Regions from separate parts of the Urocitellus parryii genome. Here region 1 is linked to region 2. Evidence: chromatin contacts called from public Hi-C data. All regions are on one chromosome and are shown on one strand. The core of a region is the stretch at or near the end of the contact, and the rest is flanking DNA. Distances in the headings are between cores, read along the strand shown.

What was found. Hi-C and Micro-C count contacts between places; a contact is called where the count stands out from the background.
Region 1: a Hi-C map of muscle shows a contact between it and region 2, with 5 times the contacts expected there. The contact joins the promoter of Ap4e1 here to the promoter of Gabpb1 in region 2. A contact is called at or near these places in 2 of 2 Hi-C or Micro-C datasets (liver and muscle).

The regions. Positions count from the first base shown.
Region 1 is chr6:96,944,938-96,950,915 of mUroPar1.hap1, forward strand. It overlaps Ap4e1 (adaptor related protein complex 4 subunit epsilon 1), which reads left to right and starts at 3,809. Exons shown (of 21, transcript XM_026391775.2): 1 at 3,809-3,998; 2 at 5,494-5,565. The coding sequence starts at 3,849.
Region 2 is chr6:96,495,079-96,500,868 of mUroPar1.hap1, forward strand. It overlaps Gabpb1 (GA binding protein transcription factor subunit beta 1), which reads right to left and starts at 2,589. Exons shown (of 9, transcript XM_026390694.2): 1 at 2,507-2,589.

The DNA of each region.
Region 1 (5,978 bases), core at 2,559-5,058, 450 kb after region 2:
TTTAAATTTAATTCATTTCTGATTTCTTGATCACTTCCTACAATACTCTGGATCAGGACCTTTTTAGATGCTATGTTCCCATCCTTCTGGGAAGGTCCCAGCTTACCCTTTCTGGAATGTATCTCTTTTCCTTGTCCTCAATCTAGTAGACTATTGGGAAAAGTTTTTACAAAGATTTTCTGGGAACTAGATTTTTAAAATGAGTGCATGTGGGAAAATACTCTCCAAGCATGGAGGGGGCTCTGTTTTTGCCTCTACTTATTTTTTAAGCTCCTTGGGGAAAAGAAAATATTACAGGGCAAATCTCTTTACAAGTAGCTCAACAAGATGGTCTAAATACATAGTAATGAACAGAATTTTGTTTCATGGATTGTGACTTGAACTACATTAGACATAAGCTGGGCTGTGAACAATTTTGGCTCAATAGATGTTGTACAGGAATTTACCCAGTAAATTCAGATTTCTTCCAGCTAATGTTTTTACCAGGCTGATTCAGGCTGGGGAGCAGGAGTGGGAAAATACTGAGGACAGAGTCTGTGTTGGTTTGAGGTCAAGGCAGGGGAAAGAAAACACAGGCAGAGGTCTGTGTGAAATGTGAATCTGAGTCATGGAAGGAGAGAAGAAAATAGCATGTGTCATCCTGAAAAAGCTCTTCTTAGGCCGTTTCTTTTGGCTATAACTGCTGCCTCTCCCCTGGAGAGCTTCACTTGGCTCTCCATGATGCATTTTCAGACTTACAAGTAAGCCACCTTCAAGAAATTCCCTCCTTCTTTCAAGAAGAAAAATACAAGGAAATGGAGAGTTCTGGTTTCTAAAGAACCTGGATTAGAATTTGAATGAACTCAGATAGTGCTCCAGCTGGGAATGTCTTCAGTCATGACCCAGTCTTGCTCCTCTGGCGCCCCCTTGGGCATAGGAGGGGGACTGTATTCTTTAAAGTTGCCAAATCCCCACTATATTCTTTAAAGTTGCCAAATCCCCAGTACCTAGAACACCACCAGTAGTGATAAAGTAGGCCTTGCCTCTCCACTTGGAAAGCTTCCTGACCACCTGCTCACTATTCCTAAGGCTTTTCTCTGGGCACCATTTACAGACCTTCCTCAATGTATTACTATTATTATTTTTTTCTAAATGAATTCTATGATTGCATTAATTTCTGGTCAATAAGTCCCAGAAAGATCCTATAGCAAATTGTAAATCAAGATGAATCAGCATTTCAAAATTCACAAAGCCTTTTTTTATGGTTTTATTGAAGTACATTGTACATATCATAAAACTTTACTATTGTAAGTGTATGGCCAATGGTTTTTCAATTAATTTATAGTGTTGTGCAATCGTTGTCACAGTGCAGTGTTAGAACATTGCCACACTCCAGAAAGCTCCCTATTGGCAGTCAGTTCTCACTTTCACTTTCAGTCTTAGGCAACTATCAATATGCTTTCTGCCTACTGATGGGCCTTTGCTGGTCATTTCATATAAATGGACTAACACAACATTTAGTCTGTTGTGACTGGCTTCTTTCACATAGTATAATGTTTTCAAGGTAGACACATTTGTAGCATGTTATCAGTGCTTTACTTCTTTTGATAGTTGAATAACAAGTCCATTGTATGGATATACCATATTTTCTCTATTCATTCATCAGTTTTTGGATATTTGGGTTGTTTTCAGCTTTTGTCTATTGTGAATAATGCTACTGTGAATATTTACTCCAGTACTGCACTGTCTTGATGACTGTGGTTTATAGTAACTTTTGGTGAGTTGCTGCATCTTTGGAAAGTGGCACCACCATGATTTCTTTTACTGATTTTTGACGTAGCAGGCATTCATCCAGTAAGGTGCAAGGCTTTTTAGATCTTTCAGCTATTTCATGCCCTTTTTCAGCCAATGCAATGAACACAATAATTTAACCTGCAGTAAGATGCATTAGTGAGGTTTTCATTCTATTTTCAGAAGTGTTTACAACAAAGCATTGGTTTCTATAAAGTTTGTCATGTCTATGTTTAAAATACTAAATTCTCCCCGTTCTTTAAACTCTGATAATGCCTCCACTAAACTGGCTCCATAACAGTATTTGGAAATATTCTATTAAATAAGATACAATAAGGTAGGGGCTGGGGATGTGGATCAAGTGGTAGCGTGCTCGCCTGGCATGCGTGCGGCCCGGGTTCGATCCTCAGCACCACATACAAACAAAGATGTTGTGTTTGCCGAAAACTAAAAAAAAAAAAAGAAAAAAATAAATATTAAAAAAAAGATACAATAAGGTAAATGATAAACATCTCCAAAGCCAAGGGAAAGAAACCTTTGTGATACTTTCCTTTCTTACAGTTTTGCACAGATTTCTCTTGAGTCGGATAATTCTCTGATATTGATGTTAGCATCATTTACAAAATTCATTTTTAAATGTGAAAAAGTTAGAAAGCAAATCTTCTAATTTCCCTTTTTTTAGCCAATAAAAATCCTAAATTTAAAAATCATAAACAAAATTTATTTTGGGATAAAATATTAAATTCTAAAAGAAATTGAGTTTCAGATAAAGTTGAAATATTTAGAAAAATTTCCTAGAAATTTAAAAAACAAAACAAAACAAAACAACAAAACAAAAAATGACTCTTGCAAAACAAGTCAACAAGCAGACCATTTTTTTCTCGAATTCCTGCTCAGGTACAAGAACAATTTCAGGATTTCAGAAAAACCCACATATTGGACTATAAGGAGGTTTCAGAGATGAGAGCTGGTTCAAAAGAAAGCCTGAAAAAATACACTAAGATACTGAGGACAGTTAACCTCTGCAAACACTCGTATTTATACCTTTAACCTAGTACCTTGGAAGCACACACATTTCAGCAGCTAACAAAGCGATCATGTGTCATCTAGCCTCTTGAGAGTCCCAGAAAACTAGAATGAAAACTGCAAATAACATTTAAGTACTATTATAAATATCATTTTTACTTGGGGGATTTCCTGAAAGGGTCTCAGGGCCCCTCAGAATTCACCAGACCATATTTTGAGAATCATTGTCTTAGATTCTGCTCTAGTTAGGAGCTGGGGTAGTAGCTATGACTAGAATATTCTCTGTAGAGAGAGGTAAATATTATGTAGGGGCAACTGTGATCAGTTCTAAAATGGAAAAGAAAGCAGAGTTGTGAGAGGTGGCACAGGGAGACCTCTCCTGGCCTGCCAAGTAAGCAGGAGGCTCAGAAAAGTGACCTTTAGACTGCGGCGGGCAGAGTAGGAGTCTGCAGAGTCACACCGCCCACGTCCCAGAGTCAGCCTCCAGACGACCCAGGATACAGGATAGGGGAGGGCGGGGAACCACCTTGGCAGTCCCCAGGGCGGCCGCGCTGTCATTCAACACCTTGGGTGTGTCCCGCCGCGCACAACGCCGGGACCCACGTGGAGCCGCTTCTTGGGGTGCCGCAGTGGGAGGGGCCGTGTGTCTGCAGTCTGCAGACCCTGGGGGGTGGCCGATCTCGGGCGTCCCTAAAGAGGCTGGCGGAGATAGCTAAGGAGAAAGGGGCTAAGCAGACTTACAGGCCCCGAGAGGCTTCCTCAGGGGGAGTCACAATTGCGTGGGCTCTGACGCTGTCATCAAAACCGCGAGCTTCGGACACCTGTCAGCTTCCACTGGCGGCCAGCCTCTGGGCGCCAGCTCGGGGAGACTCTGTTCCCGTGGACTCTTGCGCCCTCCGGCGGTCTCTCCCGAGAACGACACTTTGTTTGAACACGCGGGACGCGAATAAAGATTTCTTCTTCAAAATACAGGAAGTGCCTACGGAGGCCGAGCCGCTGGGGTAGGCAGGGCATGAAGCCGGGCGGTGACCCGAGCGCGGTTGGCGGCGGAGATGAGCGACATCGTGGAGAAGACGCTGACGGCGCTGCCGGGACTGTTTCTGCAGAACCAGCCGGCTGGCGGGCCCGCGGCCCCCAAGGCGTCCTTCTCCTCCAGGCTGGGCGGCCTAGTCCGCGGCATTACCGCTCTCACTTCCAAGCACGTAGGTGCCCAGCTGGCGGGGAGGCCGGGGCGCGGGGGAGGCCCGCTGCGAGGGTCAGCGCCCGCGCTCCCGCGGGGATCAGGGGACTGCCTGTGTGGACCCGTCCTGCAGTCTGTCTGGAAGGTTCACTCTCTTACCCGGACTGACAGCAGAGAGGCCGGGTTTCTACTGCTGGCCCTGAATCTGACTCATTCCGATCTGGGGGCAAATTTGTTTAACCTCCGACCCTTTGGATGTTTTCTCAGTGTTTAAGTGGAAGAGTGCCAATACAAATGTTATAAGTTGTTGTGAGGACTAGATGAAATGTCAAAATGTGAAAATACCCAGTGCGTTGGAAGTGTCGGGCACTGTTCACTTACAAAGTTTGGTTCCCTGCTCAGTTTGTTCTGCTCCCCAGTCCCTTCTCCTGGTAGACCTCATGGACCTTAACCTGCCACTCTGTGCCACCTGAGCCTGCTGTGGATATCTCTGGGGATGGGGGAGCTTGAGGTTCTTAGGCTAAATCAGTGGGTTGGACCAAAGAATACCAACAATAATACCACCCCCTTATTCTTCCAAACTAAAATATTTGCTGAGTAAGTCTGTGCTTCAGATGAGCTTTGAGAATGAGCAGTTATAATAAGTTGTTAAAATTCCTTTGGGGCTGGGGTATAGCACAGTTGGTAGAATGCTTGCCTTACATGCTCAAAGCTGTGGGTTCAATCTCCAGCACCAAAATAAATAAAGTAAAATAAAATAAAATTCCCATAGACTTTTGGTAGTTACATAGATTGTGTAAGATTCTGATTCAAAACCTCAAAGGAGTTGATATCTTAAAAACACGAGTTTTGTCATAATTTGTTCAACAGATACTTAAAAAAAAAAAAGCAAAGTGCTCTGAAAGTTTAACAGGTAGTCTGAAACTGTAGATAGCTGTGTGGCAGTACTTCACCGGTAGTTCTGGGTTAACTGTCTAATGAACACCTGCTAATTTCATGTGTAATTTAAAGATAACATTATATTAGCTTAAAATGGGGCCAATTTTTAACTGCTTAAGGAGATATACAATGCAAACATTGAAGTGACCACACTGGTGTTTTTGATATAAAAAGTGAGAGAAACAATGTGGGGAACCTGCCTTCTTACCCTATGCAAAAAGTCTTCTTTAAGGGGAAGATGTGAGACTCTTATGCTGGCCAGAACATGGAAAATTTTTTTCTGCTTTCTCTCCACTTTTAGTTTTTTTTTTCCCCGCCAAATAGGTTTTTAAAGGGACAGTAACTGAGTGAAAAGATGAGAAATGGTAGGTTAGCCTGGAAACATTTATTCTCTGGAGGGATGATTTTGAGGGTTGGAGAAATGAGTATCTTTAGGTAGATCTTAAGCACATAATATTTATAACTCACTTTTAAGATCATGTTTCCTTTTAATTATTATGTTTTATTTTTCCCTTGATAATATGTTTACAGCTTGAAAAGACAGTTATTTAAGCATTTAATTATTTTCACTGTTTTAGGAAGAAGAGAAATTAATCCAGCAGGAACTGAATAGTCTGAGAGCAACTGTTTCTGCTCCTACTACCACACTCGTAAGTTTTTATAGTCAATGTCAAACATTTGGATTTGAAATCTGATCCACTATGGATGGATTCAATCTTGATATCTGACTGATATTTCTAAAATTTAATTTAATTATATCAAAATCAGTTATATATTGTAGCAAGTCAGACTAACTTAGGTTTTTTCATTGACTGGCTGCATTGGAAGCAGACTTGCCTGCCTTTGTCAAGTCGGGACAAACATAATGGTAATTGCAGAAGTACAACAATCTTCATAGGACTCCAGTACTTATCATATTGTGTACTTGGAAAAGGCTAAGATATTATCATTTAAAAATATCTTTGGACCTAAATTGATATATTACAAATTTTTCTTGTTTTTTTTTTTTTTTTTGGTGGTACTGGGAATTTGAACCCAGGGCTTCATTCATGCTGAAGCTCAT
Region 2 (5,790 bases), core at 1,339-3,838:
CACACTGCACTATAACTGTCCAGACAGAAAAGTTTCTAAAGATTCAGACAGAAAACTCTAGATGTGTATAGATACATTACACAGATTGAACGAAGGTTTTACTCTTTTAAATCTGGAGCTCCCACAGTGCTTTGAAAGTGTCCTATACTCAGATTACAATTACACACAGATTTTCACAAGTACATCTAATGTGGAATTCATGTTTTATTTATGTACATAACTAAAGAAACATATTGGAATTAAAGACAAAGTTTAATCACTCAGAATGAATCTTCAGTGATGATGTGGGGATGGTAAGGAGAATGAGACTGACATTACTACACTATATACATGTATGATTCCACTACTGGTGTGCAGCATGTACAACCAGAGGAATGAGAAGAAGTGTTCCACTTGTGTTCCACTTGTGTACAATGTGTCAAAATGCATTCTATTATCATGTATAACTAATTAGGACAAATTAAAAAAGAAGAAGGGAGACCAATAGAATAGAAAGAAGGGGATCAGGGATAGGGAGGGGGAAAGAGGAGATACTGGGGAATGAAATTGATCAAATTACACTGTTTCACTGTGTGTACGTAGGAATATAACAAAAAGAGAAAAAAATGAATCTCCAGGAGCATATGCAGGTTACATAATCTTTAAGTATTACGTTGTTTATGCACCAAAAGCCCAATTGATTTTTTCTGGGACTGGAGAATGAACCCAGGTCCTGGAGCATACTAGGTAAACCCCCTACCCATGACTATAAAGCCCCACCCCTAAATCTCAACTTCTTAAAAAGTTAGACCCCAAGAAAAAAGTACAAGAATCATCCTTATTATCCTGATTTTTAAAATATGTATTGGATAGTATCCTTATATGACTTACACAGTGAAAACAGACAGGAATAACACACTTCTGTGTTAAAAAAGGAGGGAGACAGAAGTGGAGTTTTCCAGATGTTACATGGTACGATACCACAACCAGCGGTGTTCCATTAATCAAGCATTAAAAAGATTTGCAGAAATGCAAAACAATGTCACGCTTGCCTAATATGTCACTGTGTTAACCTGGAGTCAGTCTGTTTGTTTTTTTAAAAAAAAAAAACTTTTTGTAAAAAAAAAAAAAAAAAAAAAAAACAAGATACAGCCTTCTTCAGTTTCCTTAAATTGAAAGTCTGAGCCTGAAAGTGGAAGTGTCAAAATATGGCAGAAGAAATTTAAACCAAGCTGGGTGGGTTTTAACATGATTTAAAACACGAGCAAAAAAGAATTTCTGAGCACCAACTTCTGCATGATAAATTAGAGTGAGTTTTTAATTCCGGGATGGCAATCTACAAGGATCATCCACCGACTACATGAAACTTGTGTGCAGATTAAAATTATACTTCAGAAAGTAACACTTGCCTGAATTCAACCAGCAACCCAGTGACCGGAGAGAGAAAATAATTCCACATTATCAAGCCCCCTTCAGAAGTACTGTGCTCTCTGCCCTCCTTTGAACAGATCTCTCTGCTCGCCACAGTCCAATCAGCTTTGAATCAAAAATTTGTGTACTGAAAACAAGCTTAAAGTGGGAAAACACACAAAGCAGGCCAGAATCATTCCTTTGGTTTCAGTTTTCACGATGCACCCTTGAGACTAGGCACGCTGATTCAACACAGTTGGACAGCTTCAACGAAACTCACTAAATATCACACCGATTAACTGTGCCCAGGCAGAGATGACCTGGCAAAATTCTCAATATCTGTCCCGAATCTGTTCTCATAAGTCCCAGCGGCGAAGTCTCTGGGGCAGAAGTCCCGAACATTCAGAACCACAGGCTTCGTCCCCTCAGGACTCGAGTCCCCGCGGCCGAGGCAGTAGCCGTGGCGGCCCTGCCCGGCACCAGCTGAGCTCTCCCGTTAACCCTGTCCAATCCCGCCGCTCCCACCGCGATCCGACAGCCTTCCAGCTCCGCGGGCTCCACAGCACAGCGCGACAGGGCCAGTCGGCCCTTCCCGCTCAATAGAGGCCGGCGGGACCGTCAGGCCGCAGAGACAATGGGGCTGGCGGGGCCGGGGGCGGCGGGCGCCGAGGCCGGGCCGCGCCTGCCTCCTTCCCTCTTCCGCCCACTGCCAGCCTCCCAGCGCCCACAGAGTCCCCGCTGCCCCGGTACGACCCCATCGCAGCCCCGGGGCCGCCGCTCAGCAGCGGCTCAGCGGGAAGCGCAGGGGAGGCCGCGGCATGCCAGGGCCGAGGAGGGGGCGGCGGCCGCCACCATGTCTGCCCGCCCCTCCCAGAAGCGGGGTGCCCGGCAGACAAAGCGCGCCGGCGGCGCGGGCGGAGCGGGCGCCCAGGCCGACCCCGTCGACCCCCGCGGAATAAGCGGGTCCAGGAGCCCCGGAAACCCGGCGCCTTAATGCAATAAACAGGAAATCGCGGGGATGATCTGGGTTCCGGGGGAAGTGGAATTATTTTTTACCAGCGAAGAGATCAACTTCCACATCCGGTGGTAACAGGGCCCTACACAGACCCGCACTGACCTGGAAAAGCTTCGGGAGCGGCGACGGGGGAGCAGCAGGAGGTGGTGCGGGGACCCGAGGCGCCTCGTACCCGGCCGGGCTGACGCGGCCCCGCTACACACTAAGCGCTTCAGCTGCACAGGGCGCTATTTTCCGAAAATGCCGCGTCTGGTCGGCGCCCAAAATCCCCACCGAAAAGTCCCCCGTGCTGCGCGCGGAGGGACACATGGTGTGCGAGTGAGTCAAGCTCCCAGCATCCCTCCCGGACCCGGCCCTCGTCAGCCCTTCGCTTGAGGCTTTTTCGCCCCTGCCTTTGTGTGCAGATCCCGCTCCCATCCACTCCCTAACCCCATTCCGGTGGGAGGAAGGGACAAGAGGGTTTGATTTTTTGTTTTTTAACAGAAGGAAGGAAAATATGCCATTTCTAGCGTTCAGCTACACAAAGAAGGCGGCGGAATGATCCGCTGTCGGCGACCGCAAGTCCCGGCTCGCCCGGCGCCTGCGCGGCAGCGGGGGTGGGAGCTGCGGCGGGCCATGTGCGCGGAATAGCAGCCGGGCCGCACCGCGCCGCGCCGCCTCTTTCCGAGATGGGTAGGAGTTTGGAAACAAGCTGGCGTGTGCTAACGCTAGTATGTCTCCGACATGACCGTTGAAAGGCGTGGACTGCGGGATCCTTGAGATTTAAGCTTGCCAATTGGACCGCCTAGCAGAATTCTGGGAGACGGAAGGGCAGCCAGGAGGCTAGGATTTACCTTAAAGTGGCCCTAGACTGGGACGGGAGTCGCTGTTGAAGTTCCAGGGGAGGAACGAAGACTGTTTCCACTTCGCATAAACTGAACAGTCAGGTTTATGACGAGGATGTACGTGTTTCTGTAACCTTTTTTGAAAAAAGCGTTCTAATGGTGCCTCATACTTTGTAGACTACAATAATTTGCTCACTGAATTCCCTTGGATTACTTGTCACCTGTCACAGAGGTAGAGATCAATTTTTCTGTGCCTGCAACATAAAGCTTTTTTGCGTTTTATTTTAAAAGCAAGTTTATTCGGAGATGGCGATTTGCAAAGGAAAAGTCTTAAATGTTTATGAGATTTCCAAAGTAACTCAACATACTAATGTTTTTTTTTTTTTTAACAGGGAACCTCGGGGATCGCTTTCCCAACCTACAAAGAGCGGAACTTTGGCATCCTTGTATCTAGGAGTTGGGAGTATCTCAGACAACGCGAAGTTTAGTCCAGAACTGACAAGTTTAAACGGAATTCATATTTCCCACTGTTTTTGTGTGGCCTCAAATAAGTAATTTATCTTCACTTACCCTTTGTAATAGTGATGCAATAAAGATTCATAGTCTTGATATAACTCAGTATTCCTAAATTGGAAGCAGAACCGTATAGGAGCCACAGTCTTTATTTGTTTTTATTTAATATTTTTATTGATAAAACATAAAGATCTTTTTAATGTATTTTATTTTAAAGATAGAGAATATTTTTAATATTTATTTTTTAGTTTTCGGCGGACACAACATCTTTGTATGTGGTGCTAAGGATCGAACCCGGCCGCAGGGATGCCAGGCGAGCACGCTAGCGCTTGAGCCACATCCCCAGCCCCAAAACATAAAGATTTTGTTGTCATACTTTTTAATTTTTTTAGTTGTAGATAGACACAATATCTTTCATTTTATTTATTTTTTTTTAAAGAGAATTTTTTTAATATTTATTTTTTTTAGTTATCCGCAAACACAACATCTTTGTTTGTATGTGGTGCTGAGGGTCTAACCCAGCCGCACGCATGCCAGGCAAGCGCACTACCGCTTGAGCCACATCCCCAGCCCCATCATTTTATTTTTATTTATTTTTATGTGGTGCTAAGGATCGAACCCAGGGTCTCACACGTGCTAGGCCAGCACTCCACCATTGAGCCACGACCCAAGCCTCAATGTCATGCTTTTCTGTAACAGAGTTTGAGTAAACATTCAGTAATGCTACAGAATCTTTGCCCCCATTGATCTTCTGCTGTAAAATGTAACCGGTAAATAGGCATCATCAGTAGTATGATGAGGGGAAATTGACGAATACTAGAATTACAAAGAGGAGGAGCCCTTTACTAACCTGAAAGGGAGGACTTGAAGCTCTTACTGAGCTTCAGTAAGGGAATTGAGGAAGGCCTCAAGGAGTTAGATGGATAAAGAAGACAATGCTATTTCAGTAGTATCTAAAGTGTTCCTGTAGAGATCTAATGAAGACCTTGAATGTCATGTGCAGAAATTAGCTTTTAAGAGCAGGAGGCAAATGTTGAATGATCTGTAATAAGAACATTCATGTGATTTAATTTGTGGATGACTAGCATACAAAGTTCAAGACAAGAAAAACAGTTTGTATAAAAATCCAAGAGAATGATGAATTGGAGAGAGAATGGCAAACAGGAGTGAAGGACATGATCAAAGTGGTAAAGGAGAGCTTAGAGATTTGGTTGACTCCATAAGGGAATGACTTAAGAGGTATAATGTCAAAGGTGACTCAAGTTTGGCAGTGAAGCACCTAGGAAGATGGTAATATCTTCACTGAGATAAGAAGGGAAGAGGGATATGTTAGGGAAGGACAAAGGTTCTATTTTGATCATGAAGTATTTGAAGTGCCTGTGAGCCAACCAAATAGATAAGCCCAGTCAGCAATTAGGTACTCATTGAACAGTTGTTGGAAAGGCACCCCCACCCTATGCCTGGCACTATTCTACACTCTACATAGGTAAAGCAGCAGTAAGACAAACATCATTCCTCTTCCTATTTCCAGTGTGTATGTTGGGCGGTCAGGGGGACTATAAAATAGAAACAAGGAAAGATATCCCATAATAAGTTAATGAGAAAAATGAATGCATGATTAGATAAAATATTTCTCTGAGTGAAAGAACAAAATTTTGGTCCTTGAGCAGAAATGCCTCGTTGAGAAGTTATTCTGTGAGCTCAGACCTAATGGGAAAGAAATTGGGACAGAGGGAATAACAGGGCAAAAGCCCTAAGGTAAGAAGGAGTTATGTTTAGGGAGCAGCAAAGATGGCAGAAAAAAATGTAGTGAAAAAAATTAAAGAGATGGTAAGAGACAAGTCTGCAACTTTTGTAAGATCAAGCCATTGAAGGGTTTTAAGAATGGAGAAGCATGTACTAGGATAGTAACAGAGATGGAGAAAACGGATGTATCACAGATATAGTTTGAGGATTTAACCTGATGTGAAGAGTGAGAGAATAAGAAATCAATAGTGATACCTAGGTTTGGGGCATTGTTGTCTATGCCAGCACTGGCCAATAAAAATA